Regions from separate parts of the Mus musculus genome. Here region 1 is linked to region 2. A link is a contact called in public promoter capture Hi-C data. All regions are on one chromosome and are shown on one strand. Each heading gives the region's core, a stretch centred on a gene start, on an enhancer-like site or on the middle of the called end of the contact. The rest is flanking DNA. Distances are from core to core; before and after follow the strand shown.

What was found. Promoter capture Hi-C pulls out the DNA fragments that hold promoters and counts their contacts.
Region 1: a contact with region 2 is called in a promoter capture Hi-C map of embryonic stem cells, with 2.3 times the contacts expected there. The contact joins the promoter of Diaph3 here to the enhancer-like site in region 2. A contact is called at or near these places in 7 of 39 promoter capture datasets (the 3T3-L1 cell line, 3T3-L1-derived adipocytes, the C10 cell line and 4 more) and 1 of 115 datasets of contacts at active chromatin or transcription factors (embryonic stem cells).

Annotation. Positions count from the first base shown.
Region 1 is chr14:87,138,109-87,142,975 of GRCm38.p6, reverse strand. Diaph3 (diaphanous related formin 3) reads left to right here and starts at 1,752. Exons shown (of 28, transcript NM_019670.2): 1 at 1,752-1,978. The coding sequence starts at 1,862.
Region 2 is chr14:86,885,854-86,890,932 of GRCm38.p6, reverse strand. The region is part of intron 20 of Diaph3 (diaphanous related formin 3); the gene reads left to right. Among named protein-coding and RNA genes, the nearest start is that of Gm41222, 38 kb to the left of the region's middle. Within about 2 kb of position 1,307, at least 15 of the 459 cell types and tissues checked have an H3K27ac peak or open chromatin away from gene starts, as enhancers often do.

The sequences.
Region 1 (4,867 bases), core at 503-3,002, 250 kb before region 2:
CATCACAGCGATGTTCACATGTTTTGTAATAAATCTAAATTGTCCCAACTATAGGTCTGTCTGTCTCTTGGTTGTCTTTGGCTGCATTGCACCGATAGGTCTGTGTGCTTTCTGTATGTTGTCTCACGTAAGCTGAAGCATTCCTATTTGAAGTGTTTGTTGATGGAGAAGCAAAGGAAGTCACACATCACCTCCAACACCACGCAGCTACCAAATGGTAAGAATGGAAGCTTCATCTTCCTTGTCCATCGTGACAGAGCCAGGTACTTCTTCCGGTGACCTTGGTAATCTCTTGGAATCTGCCTTTAGTATATGCTCACTGAAGATGAAAATCTGTGTGACAATAATAAAAACTCACATTATAACAAGAAAAGGAGCAAACAGTACCTGCAAGACCAGAACTAAACCTAAACCTCTAAAAGCTGTAGATGAAACCTTAGGTTCATTTTCTGAATCCCTGTGCTAGTCTCTGTGGAATACCTAGAACTATTTCTTGTACCAAAATCAATAGTTTATGTTTACTTGTCTTGGCTTGAATCACCTCCATAGTCAGAAGGTCAATATCTTTAAGGATGCACTTGGGAGATTCCTGGATTTCTTTATTTGTTCCTTTTCCTTGTGTAGCCACACTGAGTTGATCTCCAGAATTTTCTCTTCATTACTAATGTCTTTATTTGGCATATTGGGGATAGGTGCTTGCTTGCCTTGAACCCAGGTTCTGACCCTTTCCTCTACTTTATATTTAGGATTGCCACCTGAACTTAAAAACCTGTAGAATGGCTGTTATAATTTTACATTTTGTTTTGTGTCAATACCTGTGAAACACATTAAACTGTGAATTGTTTGGACCCTATTCCTTTTAATTTTTGGTTGACCCTGAGTACGCATTTAGGCTTTGAGGCATGCTGTAAGTGCTGAACAATGTGAACTGGAGTTCCAGAAAAAGCCGCACCTGTAGTAAAAATTCTACGCGCTTAATTGACAGGTTAGAATTCCAATGATTGTAGAGACATGGAATGCTGCCAATCCAGAGCCAAGTAATCTTGGCTCACGTAATTGCCATTCATCGCTGCGTTAGATCTAACATACCTACGACTATCACGTGACGCCTTTTGCTCTTCCTTAAAAGTCCACTAACTTCCACCAACCTCAAACAAGACTGTGCATCTCGTAGCACCTGTAGGTCTGTCCTAATGTCTTTGAAATGACTTTCTTCCGTGCTTCAACCGATGTTCACACCACCTGGCTGCGGTCACTCATTTCTGGTTCTAGAATGAACTCTATTCTCTCTGAGACGACAGCAGTATTTTTATATAAACGGTAATCAAAAAATGGTAAACATCTCTTCTAAGAGGCATGGGCGCTGGCAAGTAGTAGAAGTATTTTTCCTAGACCCTGAGATCTCCAGAGACTACTCAAAGGGCTTATCAGTTGCTTTCGTATTCAGTGCTGCTGAAACAGTACTGAGAGAGGTTCCCTGCGGCTCAGATTTTTCAAGAACCTACTCTGAAAGTCCAAGGGAAGCCTTGTTAGAGACTCTCTTTAGCTCAACCTTCCTTCCAAACCCGTTCCTTACTATGTACCATCTGGCAAGCAGCCTGCATAGCCAGAGGGCGAGAAGCGCGATGGACAGGCCGAAGGGCCAATCAGGCCCAGGCTTTGGCATCCCCGGAAAAGGCGGGGCCCTTGCGTCACAGGTTCCGCGGCGCGGGATTGGCTGACCGGGCTGCTTGTGGTGGCGGGAGATTTCAGATAGATTGGCCCAGCCGTGTGCAGCGGTTAATGCGCAGTGGGCGTGGGACCGGGAAGTTGAGCCCGCGGAGCAAAGCCCCAGATCAGGTCGCGACCTAGACCCGGGAAGATGGAGAGGCACCGGGCGCGCGCTCTCGGCCGGGACAGCAAGTCGTCGCGGAGGAAGGGCTTGCAGTCCGCGCCGCCCGCTGGCCCCTACGAGCCCGGGGAGAAGCGACCCAAGTTGGTAAGTGTGGGCCAGAGCCACAACGTGCGGCGACTCCCGCGGCCTACAACTCCCTGTCCCCCAGGTGACATCCCCGGGAGCTGGGAGCTAGGTTTGTTTCAGAAGGCCTGAGCTGTTAATCCGCTTAGATCCCCAGTGACAAGGCGGGATTCGATTCCTTTCTGGGACGAATGCCCTGATGTCTGTGAAGCCTGGCAGTTCTTTGGGCGTATCTGAAAAACAGTTCAAATGGCTGTGTACTGACGTCATCAAGGCGGATTCTGCATTTTAAAAGAAAGTTAAAATTTACCCCATCCCTTTAGTAGAACAGTCAGTCAGACAGAAAGTGAACTTCTAGCTGATAGCCCTCCCTCCCCCGTCTAATATTTTAATTCAACAAGAACCTTTTAAGGTGGACGTATTTTTACAAGTTGAGGCAACTCGTTTTCAAACTTGGCGGGTTGTGTAGTCACTGCTAAAGAATGTCATGTTTAGCTTGGAAGGAGTCTTCAAGTATCTGAAACTCGTTAATCGGGTTGGCTTTGCGTTCTTAAAGCTTAAGGAAGAGCTATGATTAGCACCTGGTAAGCTTTTAGTTAGTGTCAGCTGGAAGGAAACTAGGTAATGAGGATGATTTCATTCAGATTGTCTGATTGTGTGGGTTGGTAGGTTTTGGTATTAGTCCAAGAGAATTGCAGAGTTAACACTGACTGTTAGTTTTCCTTAGAAGTATGGGGAAATTATTTTTATGTATTGATAGGAACAGGCTTTGCCCTTTCTTGTCAAATACAATTTCAGGAATTTATACCATGATTATATCCAAAATAATAGATTGTGGATCAATCGCTAAGTGTAATATTTACTTGTAATTGAATAAAGCTGAGAGCAGAGACATGTTGAGATAAGTGGGGGTTGATTATGCAGAATTGAGCATCAAAATAACACGAGGATAGGAGAGAGTTAACCTGGTCATGATAGATTCTGTCCACTCTGAGAGGGATCCATGAGATGCTGCCTCCTCCTCCTCCTCCTCTTCCTCCTCTTCTTCTTCTTTAAAGATTTATTTATTATTTTTATGTAAGTACACCGTAGCTGTCTTCAGACACACCGGGAGGGGGTGTCAGATGTCATTATGGATGGTTGTGAGCCACCAAGTGACTGGGATTTGAACTCAGGACCTTCGGAAGAGTAGTCCGTGCTCTTAACCGCTGTACCATCTCACCAGCCCCCATCTCCTCCTCCTCCTCCTCCTCCTCCTCCTCTTTCTTCTCCTCCTCTTTCTTCTCCTCCTCTTCCTCCTCCTCCTCCTCTTCCTCCTCCTCCTCCTCTTCCTCTTCTTCTTTTTCTTTCTTTCTTTTTTTTTTTTTTTTTTTTTTTTTGGCTTTTTGAGACAGGGTTTCTCTGTATAGCCCTGCCTGTTCTGGAACTCATTTTGTAGATCATGCTGGCCTCGAATTCAGAAATCCTCCTGCCTCTGCCTCCCTAGTGCTGGGATTAAAGGCGTGCGCCACCACGCCCGGCCCATCTCTTCTTTTTTATAATTGACTTTCTGGGTTAGTGCTCAGCACATGTCTTGGCTGCCACGGAAGTGTGATTTTCTGTAGTTTACAACATAGCGTTCTTGAATAAATATTTGATGTTACTGAAGGCTGATGATTGTGTTTTTTATTATTTCTCTGGTATGCCACAGTGCCCATACCATTTGCTAAAAGTCATGCTGAAATGAAGTCTAAAAGACAACATGCTGAAGTTCTAAGATGTTGAACTCTACAATGTTGAGTTCATGGGTGGGGCTTGATTTGAATCATGACTTCATAATTCATTTAGAAGTAATTTGGATTCTTGATGATCTCCACAGTTAGACTTTTACTTACATATTAATTTTATTATTGTAATTTTTAAATGTTTTGAGATTATAATATAATTACATCATTTTCCCTAGCCCCATTCCTCCCTTCAGCTCCTGCTGTGTGCCACCCCCTTTCTTAAATTTATGTCCTCTTTTTCTTTAGTTGTTGCTATGTATATATGTGTTTTTTTTTTTTTTTTCCCCCCGAGACAGGATTTCTCTGTATAGCCCTGGCTGTCCTGGAACTCACTCTGTAGACCAGGCTGGCCTTGAACTCAGAAATCCACCTGCCTCTGCCTCCTGAGTGCTGGGATTAAAGGCGTAAACCACCATGCCGGCATATGTGTATTTTTTTTTTTTTTCCTCGAGACAGGGTTTCTCTGTGTATCCCTGGCTGTCCTGGAACTCACTTTGTAGACCAGGCTGGCCTTGAACTCAGAAATCCGCCTGCTTCTGTCTCCCAAGTGCTGGGATTAAAGGCGTGTGCCACCAAGCCCGGCTGTGTGTATTTTTAAACTATAAAATTATAATTTTTTTTCCTCCCCTGAGACAGGGTTTCTCTGTGTAGCCCTGGCTGTCCTAGAACTCACTTTGTAAACCAGGCTGGCCTCGAACTCAGACATCTGCCTGCCTCTGCCTCCCAGGTTCTGGGATTAAAGGCATGTGCCACCACTGCCCAGCATAAATTTATAATCTTAAATATAATAATACAACCTGCTAAGTCCATGTAGTGGACCGTATAGACACATCCTTCTCTAGAGTCTTGCTGATAACGGTAGTTCTCCTTGCCAAGGAAACCCCACAACAGATGAAGACCGTTATACCTGTTTTCAGGGCTGATGGTTTGCTATTGGATGGTATGTTTTGTGTGCTCTTTCCTGGGGAAAACTAGTCTGCTCTCACCATTCCTCATTGCCTGAAGTTCTTTGTCCAGGGTTGAGTTCTCCTGAGCTTTCCCCTTCCACGTTAGCACGTCTTATTGCTGCTCTTACTGTTTAGGGCTCGTTCTGGCCGCCATATTGGTGAGGCTTCCTGGGTATAGCTTCTCTGACAGTTCTTGG
Region 2 (5,079 bases), core at 58-2,557:
CTATATTGTTGAGCTGAGTTCGTGGTTGATAGATTTGATGTATTTATTTAGGAGTTTGCTGATATAAAATTGAGGTTTCATTAGTAATTCTGAAGAAATGGCTTTAGATTAATAATTTTTCTTTAGTGTAATTCCAAGCCTTGTTTTTTCAAACTGTTTGGATTTCATTGGTGGGATTAGGCTTTGAGATCACATTGATAGGTATACTGCTACCTGGTATTGTTTACATGAATGCTTTGTCTCCTGGATTCAGTAGTAGTTAGTTCCTTGTTAATTTATAACTGTTCATTTCATAGCTAATGTGTTCTAGGCACAGTTCTCTTCATTCTGAAGATTCTGCACTAATGTGTTTTAATTGATATCTTTTTGTTTGTTTTAGTTGGGTGCAATAACATAAATAAGTGTGAAATGATGTCATATTGGTAATAACTGCTTCACATGTACTGTTGGTGTAAAAGTGATAGGTTCCTGGAGCGCTTAGCAAGCCTTGATAAAGGTTTAATGATTGTCTGGAAGCCTGACTTCATGATCATGGATGGTGTTGATGATGCACTGTCTATGTACAGACAACCATGAACAACCATCATGAGTTTTAGCGATAAACAAGTCTAAAGATGTAATGCGCTGATGTAAAACACAGCGTTGCAAACAGGGTAACTCATCGAATATATTCCATGTGATATGAGTAACCAGAAGCACAGGTTCTGGTTACCCTTTAGGGCATATTCCTCATGTTACAGAAAAATATGAAAGCCACAAACCATGCAGTTACAGAATATGGTAGGGGCGTCAGGCAGGCAGGCAGTAACAGTGTGGACAATGTGTTTTTTTTTTTTTTTTTTTTTTCAGATGTTAACAGTATTTGAAGTTTTGGTTTGGAGGAAGCTAGTTATTTTCTGAGTTTAAGAAAACATTTCTTAAGCCTTACCCAGCAATTGCAATAATGTCAAGTCAGATAAAGGGGTTAGTATTGAATGGCTTTTTAGAGGCCAAAGGTGGCTTAAGAGAGTTTGGCCAGCAAGCAATACTCTTTCCACGACCATGGAGTTCTAGTCAGTCAGCCTACATGGTTTTCAACATAGGCAGAGCTTCATCAGAAAACTTCAGTTCCCAGAGGCCAAAGGCTTAGAATGAGGAAGCTACCAACAAGGCTTTTCCACCTGGGGTAAAGTGTGTGGGATTTAGGCTTAGAATGCTGTTGGACATATAGATACCAGATGGAAGATGACATCAGTGCTTTCTGAGTGTCTCTGGTGGCTGAGTGACAGAAAGGATTGTGTGTGGGCAGTACAAGTGAAGCCATTGGTAGTTAAGTGTGGCAGTTCTAATGACCTCACTGTTAAGGCATGAATAAGTAGAGAGCTGATTGTCCTTAAGAGTCCTGCCACTGTTGAGAAGTACTCAGGTTTCAGGTAACTTTGATATTAAAGAGCCTAGGATTTCTTTCTCTCCAGTTTGAGAAATAACAGGAAACAAGACTAATTCAGTGACAGAAGAGTGTACAGATAGGATCAAAGTTGCTGTCTCAGTAGATGAAGAGAAGCCTTGCACAAGGAACATCTGCTTGAAGATATTCATAGTCCAGATGAGCAGCTGATCCGTGCGTTTGGGGGACAGTGGGAGGCCAGGCTGGTAAGTGCAGTGTGGTGCTGCTATGTACAGATGGCACTTAGGTCAGAACACCAAGGGAGCAAAGGAGATGTGTGTCAAGCAGTGAAGGGCTAGAGAAAGTGTGCAGACCTTTCTGGTTCCCCTGCCTTTCCCCAGAAGACAGGCTCGGCAGTGGCAAAGCTGTTTGTGTTTGCCTTTGGTTACCACCTCTCTGAGGAAAATTTAAGTCTCCAATCTAGGGAATTGTACAAGGTGATTTTATAATATGACACTATTGCTGCTTGTTTCAAAATCCACGCAGGACTTAGGGTGAGAGGGTTGTCTGGTGTTAGTGACTCTGAGAAAGAATTACTAACCATGGGGGAGGGGGCTGTGCCTGTGTAGAAATAGGAACATAACACTTGCCTGTAGGCCCTGCTCTCATGAATGAGAATGTAGACATGTTTACTTTGTCACCTTAGGAAATGCATGTTTCCTATGTTATAAGCTCATATAAAGATGCCAGTTTGTACAGGCATGTACTTCCCTGATAAATCTCATTTAATCAATGGATTAAATTCATTTACTTCAAATCTACATCAAAATAATAATATCAAATCTTGCCGTTATTGGAAAAATCACTTACATATTACCAATTGTGTTCTCTGTAGAGTGGGAAGAGAAGTGCCATTGAGCTCTGAATGGAATCTCTTGTGAGCTTTTGTTGCCCATGTTCCCTTGAAATTAGCAGATTGTCAGCTGTATTAAATAACTCTGCAATTCTTTAATTTATTAGGACTAATAAAAACACAGCATGACCCAAATAATATGCAATTGCATTGAGTTGCTAACATTAGTGAGTTTCTCTGAAAGTTTGAAATTTTAACTGTGGCATATTAATTTCCCTGCTATTTGACAGTAAAAAGTACAAAATATTGCTTGCTCCAGGAGATTTTGAGTCCTTGCTGTATTCTGCCTACAAGTCTCCATGAAACCTGTTTCCACCTTGGTCGCACACTCCATTGCTAATATTGCTTTAACCACAGGGCCCCTGTATCAGTTCTCTGACATGTCAGTTGTATTCTTGTGTGACCCTCAGGAAGTCCCAGCCTATACTTGTTTATCTTCTGTGGACCTTGCTGTCCCCAACCTTGTTGCCCGTGCTTCCTGCTCTCTCTAACTGGAGAGCCTGTGTCCTCACAGCCTTCTTTCTTTCTTCACAGGTAAGCTTGTGGGAGGTGTTATCATAGAGCCATACTTGAGATTACTCACCCACTTGCCAGAGCATCCCTGCTGTACCCATTGTATTCTATTTATTGTCTTATGTTCCATTCATCTGTCATTTCTCCATAGTATACCATGATAGTAAGAATCATGGTGCCTGTACCCATTAGTGGATTTTTATTGTCTTGAAGGATACATGGTATCTAGTAATATCCAATAAGAACGTGATAAATACATTTTAAAGAGCCCCCTAGGTGCTTTTTTATTTTTTTTTAATGTTGAAAATTAAAGCCATTGAGTCTTGGCTCACTAAGACTTACCATGCCACCCAACTTGTTCCTATCATTAGATGTGGATTTAATAACTTGGTTTGGGATCCTATATCCAACTGTCATTCTCTGTATTTATAAATGGATTGGCTAGATCTGGGTTTGGATTTTGATATTGTCATACTATAGCTGTAATGATGCATGCATTTCTTGGCACTCCCTCCCTCTTTCCTATCCTTTTTCCTTTTTAATTTTTTTTTCCTTTTCTTTTCCCTGTTCCTGTCCCTCTCCTTCCTTCCTTCCTTCCTTCCTTCCTTCCTTCCTTCCTTTCTTCCTTCCTTCCTTCCTTCCTTCCTTCCTTCCTTCCTTCCTTCCTTCCTTCCTTCCTTCCCCTCCCCCCTTCCCTTTCTTTTCTTTCCTTCCTTCCTTTTAGTACATGAACGTAGAAGCCATCTCAAAGGTCTTTGGGATTTATCAAAGCACATGTGTCTTGGAGACAGCATAGTATGTCAGCTGCTGTCAGCATCTACACACTTTTATCTTGAACATGTTCTTTTCCATTTCAGGATGTCTGACTCTTACTGTTCTGTGATGCTATAGCATTGTTTATGCACATCTCTTTGCTTCTGTCACTGTGGTAGGGCTGTTCTGTTACCTCTTAGTGTTACAGACAACCTCAAGGGCTAGATCCAACTTACATCTTGTTTGCTCTTGACTTTGGCAAAGTATCACTGTTTTTCTCTTCACCGTTTTTAGTTCTTGCTTCCTTGTCCTTTGGATCTGACTGTTCCCTGGTTCTTTCCCATTTTTTTCTAAGACCACTGGAAGATTCTCACACAGATAATTTAGCTTTTACTCCCTTTTCATGATACCTATTTTGTAGCGTTTTCATTTTTAATTCATGTATGTTTGCCAGTCTGCATAATGTGTACCAATTATGTTTTTGTGCCTGTAGCGGCCAGAAGAGGGTGCTTGCTCCTCTGAAACTGGAGTTATAGAGGGTTGTCAGTCACCAAGGAAGTGCTGGTCACACTATGGTATCTCTGAAGTGTTATACCTCATAGATGGAGTTTTGGAGAGTAGCAGGGAGAGAAGTTAATTTTGGAGTTTTACGTTACTGGCATGAATCTTAAATCAAAAAAGCTAACCCAGACCAGCAAGTACACACTGATTCTATTACCTAACTTTACTGATGAATTGTTCACAAAGTTTATATATTCATATTATTCATATACTAGCCCCTATGTTAGCAGGAATTGGAAAGTGCTGGTGATGGCTCTGAGGTTAAGAGTGCTTAATGAGGAAGCACAAGGACCCGAGACCTTATGCTCAGCACCCATAGCCAGCTGATCTAGAACAAGACCATCAACTCTATGTTCACTGGGAAGTCCTGTTAAATGGGAGAAAGACAGAGAGCAGTAAAAGATGATAGCTGGTATTCTCTGGCCTCCTTGTACATAAACGGTTATATACATGCACATTTCATACATATACCACACACAACTTGAGTATACATCACACACAACATGTGTAATTCATGTATACATCCCTTCACACACAGCTGAATTGTGTATGAATAACCATCTGAACCAAGAACCTCCGTACTGATGATTTTGCTTGCTATTTTCCACATCTCACTGTCCCTACCCCACTCTGTTATTTCCAGGATCAGACCTCTTGCCACCATTGCTGGAGATGTATACTCTAGAGAATAATATAATGCAACGGGAAATGTTTCCAAGATAGGCTTGACCTTATATTGCATTTCTTGGCTCATGACCCGTTTTGTCTGTTTTTCTTTCCAAACCCAAAGTAGAAATCTCTTTTTTCCCCCAGGAGTCTAAAAGCCCAAATGGGAGAGTCGATGTCTCTGTTCTTGAAAAGCATGGTGTAGACTACCTAGTCTGAGTCCCTGCTCCTGTGTGCCTGCTGCCTCTCCCCATTTCCTGTCCTAAGGTAGCAAGCAGACTAACTCTCCTGGGCTCTGTACTTCCCT